Linked DNA regions of Mus musculus: region 2 is linked to region 1. A link is a contact called in public promoter capture Hi-C data. All regions are on one chromosome and are shown on one strand. Each heading gives the region's core, a stretch centred on a gene start, on an enhancer-like site or on the middle of the called end of the contact. The rest is flanking DNA. Distances are from core to core; before and after follow the strand shown. Region 1 holds the start of Kdelr3 (KDEL (Lys-Asp-Glu-Leu) endoplasmic reticulum protein retention receptor 3). Region 2 holds the start of Grap2 (GRB2-related adaptor protein 2).

Evidence for each region. Promoter capture Hi-C pulls out the DNA fragments that hold promoters and counts their contacts.
Region 2: a promoter capture Hi-C map of liver shows a contact between it and region 1, with 5 times the contacts expected there. The contact joins the promoter of Grap2 here to the promoter of Kdelr3 in region 1. A contact is called at or near these places in 3 of 39 promoter capture datasets (hematopoietic stem and progenitor cells and liver) and 1 of 115 datasets of contacts at active chromatin or transcription factors (pancreatic cancer cells).

Annotation. Positions count from the first base shown.
Region 1 is chr15:79,514,084-79,519,129 of GRCm38.p6, reverse strand. Kdelr3 (KDEL (Lys-Asp-Glu-Leu) endoplasmic reticulum protein retention receptor 3) reads right to left here and starts at 2,722. Exons shown (of 5, transcript NM_134090.2): 1 at 2,490-2,722. The coding sequence starts at 2,580.
Region 2 is chr15:80,569,989-80,575,324 of GRCm38.p6, reverse strand. Grap2 (GRB2-related adaptor protein 2) reads right to left here and starts at 2,728. Exons shown (of 8, transcript NM_001289442.1): 1 at 2,584-2,728.

The sequences.
Region 1 (5,046 bases), core at 1,473-3,972:
ACAAACCTATCTCCGAATAGCCTTCTCCACCCCTTCTTGGTAAACAGCCCTTCATCCCTCTGCAAACTCATGGCCACCCTTGAGCCTCTCTCCCTCTCTCACACCCCTCCAGTCACCACGCCCCAGTATTCTTTAGCCTCTCTCTTCTCTACTCGGCTACTCTCAGATAGCCCAACAATTGCTGGCCAGCGGCCCCACCCCCACCCCCACTTTCCATTCTCCATCCAGAAACCCAAGGGCTATTTGAAAACAAAATTCTGCTTAAAGCTTTTATGTGACTTCCAAATGTCCTTAAAAGACCCAAAGCCTTGTCCCAGCTGCTGCCTGGGCCATCCTCCCTCCTGGCTCTTGCCACACCCCCTCCAGCCTAGCAATTTGTCTAGATTCTATTCCAAGTGAACACAGGGTCTGCATCCTGTGACCCCTGTAGTGACTCTGCCTTCCTGTGCCCACACTCCCTGTCTCACTCTTCTGGTTGTGACGGGCAGTCTTGGGATGGTTTTTTTGTTTTTGTCTTGTTTGTATGTTTTCGAGACAGGGTTTCTCTATGTAGCCCTGGCTATCCTGAAACTCTCTCTGTAGACCAGGCTGGCCTTGAACTCAAGAAGATCCACCTCCCTTTGCCTCCCAAGTGCTGGGATTAATGGAGCGTGCTACCACTACCCAGTCAGAGTGACATTTTTAATGATGGAGGAGACTCCTAAGGTCTCTCCCACTCTGAAGAACACTGGGCCCAGATACCGGCTGCAGGCGAGTGTGGGCCTCACATTCCTCACTAGTAGTCCTGTTTCCCCTCCCCCCCATCCCCCGCACATGTGATTGGAGCCATGTGACCAAGACCTAGGACCTGAGTAGAGCCTAGCAGGGAGACAGACGAGGCCATAAAGGAACTCCTATAGGGGGTGACACAGATGGGGAGGCGACCTAGACCAGGTGGGGCTGGCTGTGTTGCCCCTTCACCAAGCCCTTGCCAAAGAGGCACCTGCCCTATTAGGACAGTCTAGGCAGCAGCTTCATGGGGGATACCTGGCCACTATATCCTCCAGTCCTCTTAACCTTGTAGGCTCAGGGTTCTACCCATAGTGGCTCCACACATAAACACATAAACACTATCCCTACCAGAAGCCCAGGAGAAGAGAGACACCGTGAGTGAGTCCCTCTGACTGATAGGGAAACAGAAGCCCCAGGCTACACAACTCAGCAGGACAGTGGGACAGTGGCCAGTGTGTCTCTGGCATTTGGGGCTGGCACCAGCTGCCATTTTTCTTTCGCCTACAGCAACGCATACTGATTTGCTCCTCCTGTCGCTTTCTGCTGGTCTCTCAGTAGGTCAGCTCCCTAAGGCAGGGCATTGGGGTATCAGGGCACAGTGTCCCTCACAGGATGAGGGAGGAGGTAACAAGCACTCCCCCAATCCTACCCCGGACCTCTAAAGCAAAGTCACAGGCCCAGCAAGCAGAAGGGCCGTGAGAGACGATCTCTCAGGCAACTGACTACTACAAACCCCCGGTAACGTCTAATTCAGTCCAGAGCCACTGGATCCAAAATGTGTCTGATCCATACTCAACCAAGTCCCTCTCCTGATCAGCCTCCCAGGTGACATCTCAAAATGCTCTCAACCTCCATTTCCGGAGTCTCAAGAGACCTGCTGAGCCTCTGCCTCTGCTCCTACTTCTTCGATGGTTTCCTTCATCCTGGATCCCGAATGTGACCGGAAAAAGCCTTTCACCATTAGTCCATCCTACCTTCTGGATTCCTCTTCCTCCTGTGTCCTTCCCAGGACATGCCCTATGCCCTGTGGCTTCTACGTATTTGCACGGGTGTTCTCAACACCGTACCCTGTACCTTGAGCACATACCCTGCCCATCCTCTCTGTCCACGTAGCCCTCAGCTGCTCTCTGCCTCCCCAGCTCTGGTAGAGTCTGAGCTCACACTCAATTGCATGCCTGGGACAGGCAGGGAACGCTAGGAACGGAGATGGCTGAAAGACAATGGGCAGCTTCTTATTAACCCGGGGACTGAAATCATCAACCCAGCCTCCAGATATTTCCCATCCCAGCAAGGCCGCTAGACCTGTAGACAAATCGCGAGCCCCTCCAACGCCTTCCACTCAGAGCCAGCTCCACATCCCTGGGCCAGGCTGATATCACCAGCTGGCAGGAAAAGGCTCTCTCTGGGGAAATAAAAGGCAGGAGAGAATGAAGACTCGACGACTAAGGCGACTTCAAATATGGTCTCCTCCCAGGGGAAGGTCCCCCTCCACTCCTCGCCCAGCAGCCGTGATACTGCCAGCTGCCCAGTTAAGGATAGGGCGAGAAGCGTGAGGTAGGGCTCTTCATGGAGACAGAAGCCACGCTCCCTCATAATCTCCCGGATCCTCTGATGTCGAAAAACTTCGCTGAAGTTTTTGGAAGCGCGCGCGCCCGGCTTCCCTCTGAGCCTAAGTCCTCACCATGGTCCGGTCCCGCCCCGCCCCGGGCGCCGCTCACCGGCGCAGCTCTTGGACCTCCAGATCTTCACCAGGAGCAAGATCATAGCCAGGAGGTGGCTCAGGTCCCCGAGGATTCGGAACACGTTCATGGTCCCGCCCGCCGCTCCCGCGCCGTGTCGCGCAGAACTTCCCAGGGAACTTTCTGTTGCGCGGGGCGCTGCCACGTCCCCGTCCCTGCTCCTCGCGGTGCCCCAGGCCGGTGCCGCGCCTCCTTGCTGGCGCGCTCCCGCCGCGCGCACCCTTGGCCGCGCGGTGACGTGGCGGGGCGGCCAGGCGCGGGACAGGAGCCAGGAAGCAGCGCTTCTCACGTCCCCACGCCGACAGGCGGGGCAGCTTACACAGCCGCTGCTGGCCCAAGCCGAGCCCCTCCCTCTCTGGTCCTGCGTAGGCACCAAGTGTTCCTCTCATCCCCAGAAACCACAGTCAGGGCCTGGCACTCACTTCAAGTCCTGACTTTCATAGCTCTGTTGGGCCCTGGGTGGTGGAAGCAGGCTTTCAGCCGCGGAAGACCTCCCAGGTTGGAACTCCCGGGAAGTGGTGCTGAAAGGAGCCATCACCTGTTAAACTCTGAGATAACCTGAGCTAGCTCTGAGATAACCTTGTTGATGGTTTCCGGTGGGGAGAGAGGCTGACTCTGAGTCCCCTTTCTGGGCTTCAGTATTGACTACAAGGGAGATGCTAATGGTGTAAAAGAGGCTGAGTGTGTTGGGGATGCCCACCGCCTTCATTTCTGCCCCCCTCTTCTTCATGTGGGAAGACACTGGAAAGAACTTCACTGACCAGGAAAAACTCCAAGCACGGCATAGAGGCAGGCAGGATAGAGTAGGAAGAATCTTAGGTGGGCTGGAGGCCTCCATTGCTATGTGAAGCATCCTCTCTGGGCACAGGTCTATTAATCTATAGCTATGGAACCGATAAACCAAGGGCCTTTCTGCCTTCTCCTTGATCCCAGCCCCCCTCCCTCCTGTAGCTGGTTTCTTCCTAAAGAAATGGCTTCGTCTGGCTCCCTCTGTGTGCAGGAGAGGCTTCGGCAGGATGAAGATCTGTTGCTTACGGTGTTCGCCAACTCTTTCCTGGCCTCCATTGCTTTACCATTACTCCCCGCACAAAGCAGTTCTGGGAGGCTTTGCATGTGACCAGTAGCACTGCCTGGGGGGTGCAGCATGGGGGACCCTGGGCAGCTTGCTGTGAATCTACACACACACACACACACACACACACACACACACACACACCTTTCCTGGGGAGATGAAACACACTTGTCTGCTCACCCCAGATAGGGAGCCCACGACAGCCTAAAGTACAGATAGTACCAATATCCAGCTTCATGAATTAATGAGTTTTGCTGGAGTTACTTAGAGGAATATGGGTGAAGGGTTGCTTACAGGAGCAGGAATGACTCAGAGACAGCTGCATCACCAAAGCCCACCCAGCATGGGTGACAGCTCACCAAGCTGGGAACCTGGAGCTCTTCCCACTGCCTGCAGGCAGCTCAGCAGGTTGGAGAATATCCTTCCCAGGTGCCTCAGTTGGTCTAAATCTCTCGAAGGCTGCTCTTCTTGTTCTGAGTCTTCTTACTCCCTGCTTACTCTGGCAGGGAGGAGCCTAGGGAATCTGCTCAGTTTCAGGGAGTTCCTGAGACTATTCTTGTTGTTGTTTACCTCCCTGCTTAAGGAGCTACCCAGCAGGATAGAATGTTTTAATCTCAGAGGAAGCTTATATAAAACACACAGAGACAAATGCACACTCACACAGACATACGTACACATGGACACACAGACACACACAGACAGACACAGACAGATGCACACACAGACACACTCAGATACTCATACACACATACAGATGCACACACACAAAACACGGGCACGGTATAGGCTTGAGGGACACCATCTCAACAATGTGCCCAAGTAGGGAGGGCACTGCCATTCTCACACCACACACAGAATCCAGGGCCCAGAGAGGTGCTATCATTTCTGATGATCACACAGGACATCGTGTCAGCCTAGAGCCCAAGGCCCAGCTCCATAGGGTTGGAATTCTCAGCCCAGAGAGGTGGATGACCAGGTGTCAGCAAAAATTTACACCAGACAAGGAGCGTTCCTGTGATGAGGGCCAAAGGGCTTGCGCATCTGTGGGAGGTTTGCATATATTTCGGGTGCTAGGCAGCACATTAGACATACTGGGCAGCCCTTCCCTGTGCAGCCTTAGAGCCCAGGGGGCAGGGAATGGACCCTGAGGTCAGACAGGTGAGGTACATGGACCACGGCTCTCTGGGAAAATAAATGGCCCTCAGTTCCCTGCCTAGATGTCTCCCCCAAGCAATGCCCACAGAAGGCAGTGGTTATTTAAATCTCTCAGGTGAGGCTACCCAGCCAGCTGGCATCTCCTTCCAGCGCCCACATCCTCCTCAAGCCAGAGAGAACGAAGCACATGCAACACATCTGTCCGGGAAGCAGCGCAGCTGTGGGCGGGGCCTGAGGCAGGGAAGGGGCTGAACCTTCCCCTTCCTTTAATTCCTCCCAGGAGACACTGGCAGGGGGACGGGCCAAAGT
Region 2 (5,336 bases), core at 1,479-3,978, 1.1 Mb before region 1:
AATTCACTTTCTTCATGAAATGATTAACATCTTTGAAGAGCAAAGAAGGTTTCTATCATTGTGTATGTCGCTCTCGTTGTATTAAACTCTCTAAAACTTTGGACTATGCTTGTATACGTAGAAAGAAAACTACTTTAAAACATTACTTACTGGATTCTTATTGGCTCAAGTCTACTGAAACCCACTGTGAACGTTGTTAGAGACCTTGGCACCCTTGGGCAAGTGCGGCACAAAGCAATTGCTCAATAAATGTGAGTGACGTGTTCATTGAATGAAGCTGTGATTTCCTGAAAATTCTCCCAACAGTATAAAAATATGATAATGAAGAAAAAAGGACAGAGACACACGAAATGGAGGCGCCCCTTTGTATAGGGAGATGCGCGGCGCGAAGGCTCCAGTTGTACACCATGAGCTCACCTCCTCTACTCTTTGATTCAAATAACTACACGGTGACTACTCTTGGACTTTTAAAAGTATTTGCTTACTATGACTTTATATTATTTATTATTTACGTGTGCGTCGTATGCTACAGTGTGGAGGCTGAGTCAGAGAACGAAGAGCAGGGCTCTTTTCTTTTCTCCCCACCATGTGAGTCCCAGGGACTGAACTCACAGAGTTGGATTTGCTGGCGAGCATCTCTGCTCATTGAGCTACCTGGCTGCCCCACTTTGACCTTGCTTCACAGGAGCTTGCAGGTGCTGTCTCTTGGACTCACCCAGCAGCAACTGTTGCTCAGTTAAGAAACGCTGATGGAATCACACTTAATGACATATTTGTGAACAATTATAGACTTTTCTAGAGCCAGGAAAAGGGGCACATATTTTTTTTTTTTTTTTTTGTTCAAGTTCAGGCCTGAGCTCTTTAAGCTGCCAACAGCAGCAGGTGTTATTCTTTGGGAATCAACAGACACATGGAAATCACTGGCAGCTCTTCCAGAAGGCAATGGTTCCAAAAGAGCAGGCTCTGGGCAGCAGGAGAGATGCGTTTTGTACAAGAGACGAGAAGGAAAATGATTAAGATTTAGAGAAATAATAATGGACCCATCATGCGTTTTCACAGCGCCTTTCCCTAAGGTACATGGTATTTATGTTAACTCTTTTATTCTTATGGTGTCCCTCTGGGGTAGGTATAAAACAATGAAGGCCTGAGACGTGGAAGCTATTGTTAGAAGCAAAGGCATTTCTTTATATTGAATTGATCGATCACCTCCTTCCCCTCAGCTTCAGTAAAGCCATTTTTAAAAGATGAAAGCTATTACAATTTAGGGAGAATAAGATTACAGTTTACTATGTGGGAGACTCTCTGGGGTTGAGTTTAATAGGGTAGTTTTCTTCAGTGATGTGGGGCTGCCTCCTTTTACAGAAAACCAGAACACAAACACAAAAAAATTCTTAAAAAGGGAATAAGTTAGAAGTTTTTTAAAAACTTGGCATCGAAATATACTACTTGCAGGAGGATCTCTGTGAGTTCGAGGCCAGCCTATGCTACACAGACAGGGCAGACAGGGCTACACAGAGAAACCCTGCCTTGGTGGGGGGGTGGGGGGGGGGAGAGGGAGACACTACTTAATAGTGGCTGCTTCTTTCAAGAGGGCCTCTCTAAAATTATACTATGAATATCAAGCTTTGTAGGCCATGTTGATTCACTAAAAGAGACCAGGTTAAACTAAACGTTCTTTCTGAAATCAAAAATGAAGAAGAAAAAAAAAGGGACCCTATAACAAATTAGCAGTTTATAATAAATGGACCCATATGCAAGGCTCTTCCACTGAAGTTTCTCACCCTCCAACAATGTGTGCTCATCACTGCCTTATCCCTGCGGTGGTTTGGAGACCAAGTAGCCCCCCTTAGTCTATCTCTGGATGAGTACTTCTAATGATATACAAAGTGTTCCATATGCCTTATTAACAAGGCTGCACTTGAGGTTAAGTGGATGCAGTCATGGTTAAGTCAGTGAAAACCTGGTCTTTGCATTCCTTTCTCAGGTTCTGAAACAGATGGGGACAAGAGCAGAAACCAGAGATGGTCTTTAAAGATGCCACACAACTATTAATAAAGAGACAAAGATAGACAACACCCTCTCCTCATGTCTTCCCACGGGAAGTTTTCTCTTATTAAAGGAACTCAGACCAGTGTTCTTCGTAAAGAGAGCAAATGCCGCCAGAACTAGCAGTTTGGAGTTGGTGAAAAAATTGAGCAAGTCCTCAGAGTCTGGGCTCAATTCCCTACCACCTGCCACTCCCCGACTTCACTATTGAAGGGGGATTTTTTTTTCCCCCTCTGGGACCTCAACATCCAAGGTCTTTCCCAGAGATCGCTCTGAAGCCAGTTAGTAGAACTGCCGTTTTTTCCCCCATGGGCCCAGTAAAGACCAAGTTTTCTCTAGTTCGTTTGACAGAAGTTGAATCCAATCCCTACTAACGTAAGCCAACTAGATAAGAAGCCTAGGCTGATGGCTGAAGTATTGCCAGCAAAGTTCAGAAAACCAGTAGGACTAGCTTTCATTAGATTTGGCTTACAGAGAACAGAATCTTAAAAGCGCTCAAGGTTTCCAGAGGGCGTGCACCCACGACGCATGACTTACCTTTGGGACGCGAAGAGGTTGAGTTGAGCGTGTATCTCGGCTTTGACAACGAGTTATTAGAATTGCCTTTTGCCAGTGGGAAGATGCATTCAAATGTCAAGTTTACCGCGCCGCCTCAGCCTACAGGTCTGCCTTGTGCTGGTTTCTGAGCACCACACTGAAGCAGGTCGCAAGCCCCAGATCCATCAATACAGCTTCCTCCTCCCTGCCCCTTGCCCTCCTCCAAGCTCCCCCCCAGCCAGTCTGCAGGCAAACCACACAGGAACTAGCAGACACCCTGCTGCGCAGAGCTGGGCGTGAGCCTCAGATTATGTGGTTTTGTTTTCTAGCTGCTAGAGTTGAACCAAAACGCAGGAGGTTCACCGAAACATGCCTGCTCCTATTCGTTTCAGTTTTAACAAAACCCGCCTGCCCCCAACGCTCACATACACATACGAAAACTTCTGAAAACACGCCTGCCCCCAACGCTCACATTCACACAAGAAAACTTCTGAGTTTGGATATGATCCGGTAACAAGCTGCTGCTGGCCTCAAGGAAAAAGCCTGTTTTCACATCATTCCATCCGGAGAAATGCAAAGGCCACTGGGAAAAAGTTAAAGTCTTCCCTGGTCAATCATGATGTTAAAATCTCAGAGAAACCGCTTGCTAAGTGTAGCCAACCCATTTACATAACTCTTAGCTTGTGATACAAATCTTGACCCAAGAGAGAAGGAAGAAAACAGTGGGAGGCTCTCTAAGCCAGGAGTTCTGTTAGTGACACAGACACACGACACAGACACACACTATGGGGGTTAACTAGCCGATAAGCCAGGGGTTCTAAGTCCAGGCTTGCTATGGTCAAGAGTGCAGATCTTTCCTTGGACCCGTGGGACTTCACGTTCTCTTGAGCAAGCTGGACCCAAGGCTCTCTGACAATTTAAGAATCATCATCTCCCTCAACTTCCCCAGTTCTCACCTCCATATTTCTAACTCTCCCTGCCCCCACACCACCTGCAGCCCGTTGAAGTCTCTCTTCCTTTCTCTTTGTTCTTGTATCTCTTGCACAAAAAGGAGACGCATTTCAACTGGCTAAGCAAGGCCTTTAGAGTTTGGAGGCTGGATCCAAGGAGAAGAGGGACATTTCGGGATACCTCCGGCATGAATCTCTGCATAGTTTTTTCCCCATTTGATTCAATTTGAAGTTCTAAGAGTATAACTTAGACTTCATTCCTGACTTCTGAGGCGGTATCTCATTGCTTCTTTAAATGATAAACTTTACTAAAAAGTTATTTTATTTTAGTTTTTGGTTTGCAAGATAGAGTTTCCCGGAACTTGCTCTGTAGACCAGGCTGGCCTCAAACTCAGAGATGTACCTGCACTACCTCTGAGTGCTGAGATTAAAGGAGTGTACTACCACCACTGGGCTTGAAGATTTATATTTTAAAAACCCTTTTCTCATTATAATCTCTCACTTTTTTTTTGAGACATGTTTTCTTCTGTGCTGTAGCCCAGGCTATGCCTAGAACTCTTTGACTTCCAGCTGCAGCCTCAAGATTTGGGTCCAGCCAGCCCCAATGCTGGGCTATAGATGTGTACTACCATGCCTGCCTGATTATGCATTTTAATTGAAACAGGGAAGAAGGAGCCTGGTATAGAACTGGCACATTACTTTGGTCATAGTAGGTGCTCAGTAAATATTCATCAAATGGGCTAGAAGAAGTAATTTGCATCCTTAGTAATGGGAATGCAATGCCCATGGAGACCAGAAGAGTGCTAGGTCTCCTGAAACCGGGGTAACAGACCACAGTGAGCTGCTCAACGTGAGTCTTTACTGGGTCATTTCTCCAGCTTCTTTTCTTATTAATAAAAGTCTGAGGCCTGGAGAGATGGCTCGGCCGGCTCAGCACTGACTGTTCTACCGAAGGTCCTGAGTTCGATTCCCAGCAACCACATGGTGGCTCACAACCATCTGTAACGGGATCCGATGCCCTCTTTTGGTGTGTCTGAAGACAGCTACAGTGTACTCATACAAATAAGAGTAAACAACTCTTTTTTTTTTTTTTAAAAAAAGACAACTTTAAAAGAAAATTCTGTACAATTTTCTTAAAGCTAAGTTGCTTGTGAACAGGATAGCCACTGTTTTCACATTACAGAGCACTTTAAAGATAACACATCACACTAACACTGGCTTCAGGGTCCCACCTTTGTGATCTAAGTACCTTCTAGGGTCCCATCATTACATGAAACAGCTCCACTGCCAAGTTCCAAGGCTCCAAGAGCCCCTGGTCAGTATCTTTCTCAGTGGCAGTTCCCCAAGTCAGTGACATGGAATGGTTGGTTAACCAGGACCCCCTCAGCTTGCAAGGCTGGGGTGTGGGCAGGAAGGGGAACTGGCGAACAGTTCTATCCAGAGCCCCTTAGAAGGGTTTCAGCAGGTACCCTAATATGGAACCCCTCCACTTCCAAGTAAAGAGCAGAGTGCTGACTGGCTGGCAGGAATGACAGGCAGCACAGGCCACCTCAGTACTTTACCTCACATCAGCTCTGTGACTGAAGGAGGACAAAGCACATCGGAACGAAGCAAGACCCCAGTGTGAGGACATCTGCATTTCAGCCTTTGCTGTCAGAAGACACTTAGAAAAAAATAGCAAGTAATTGGGAGGATTCAGGACGTGTGAAATCCCACTTATCCGCAATAGAGAAAATTTCTTTAAAAACCACACTTGCTTAAAAAAAAAAAAAAAAAAGAAAAGATCCAGCAATTCCTTTTGAA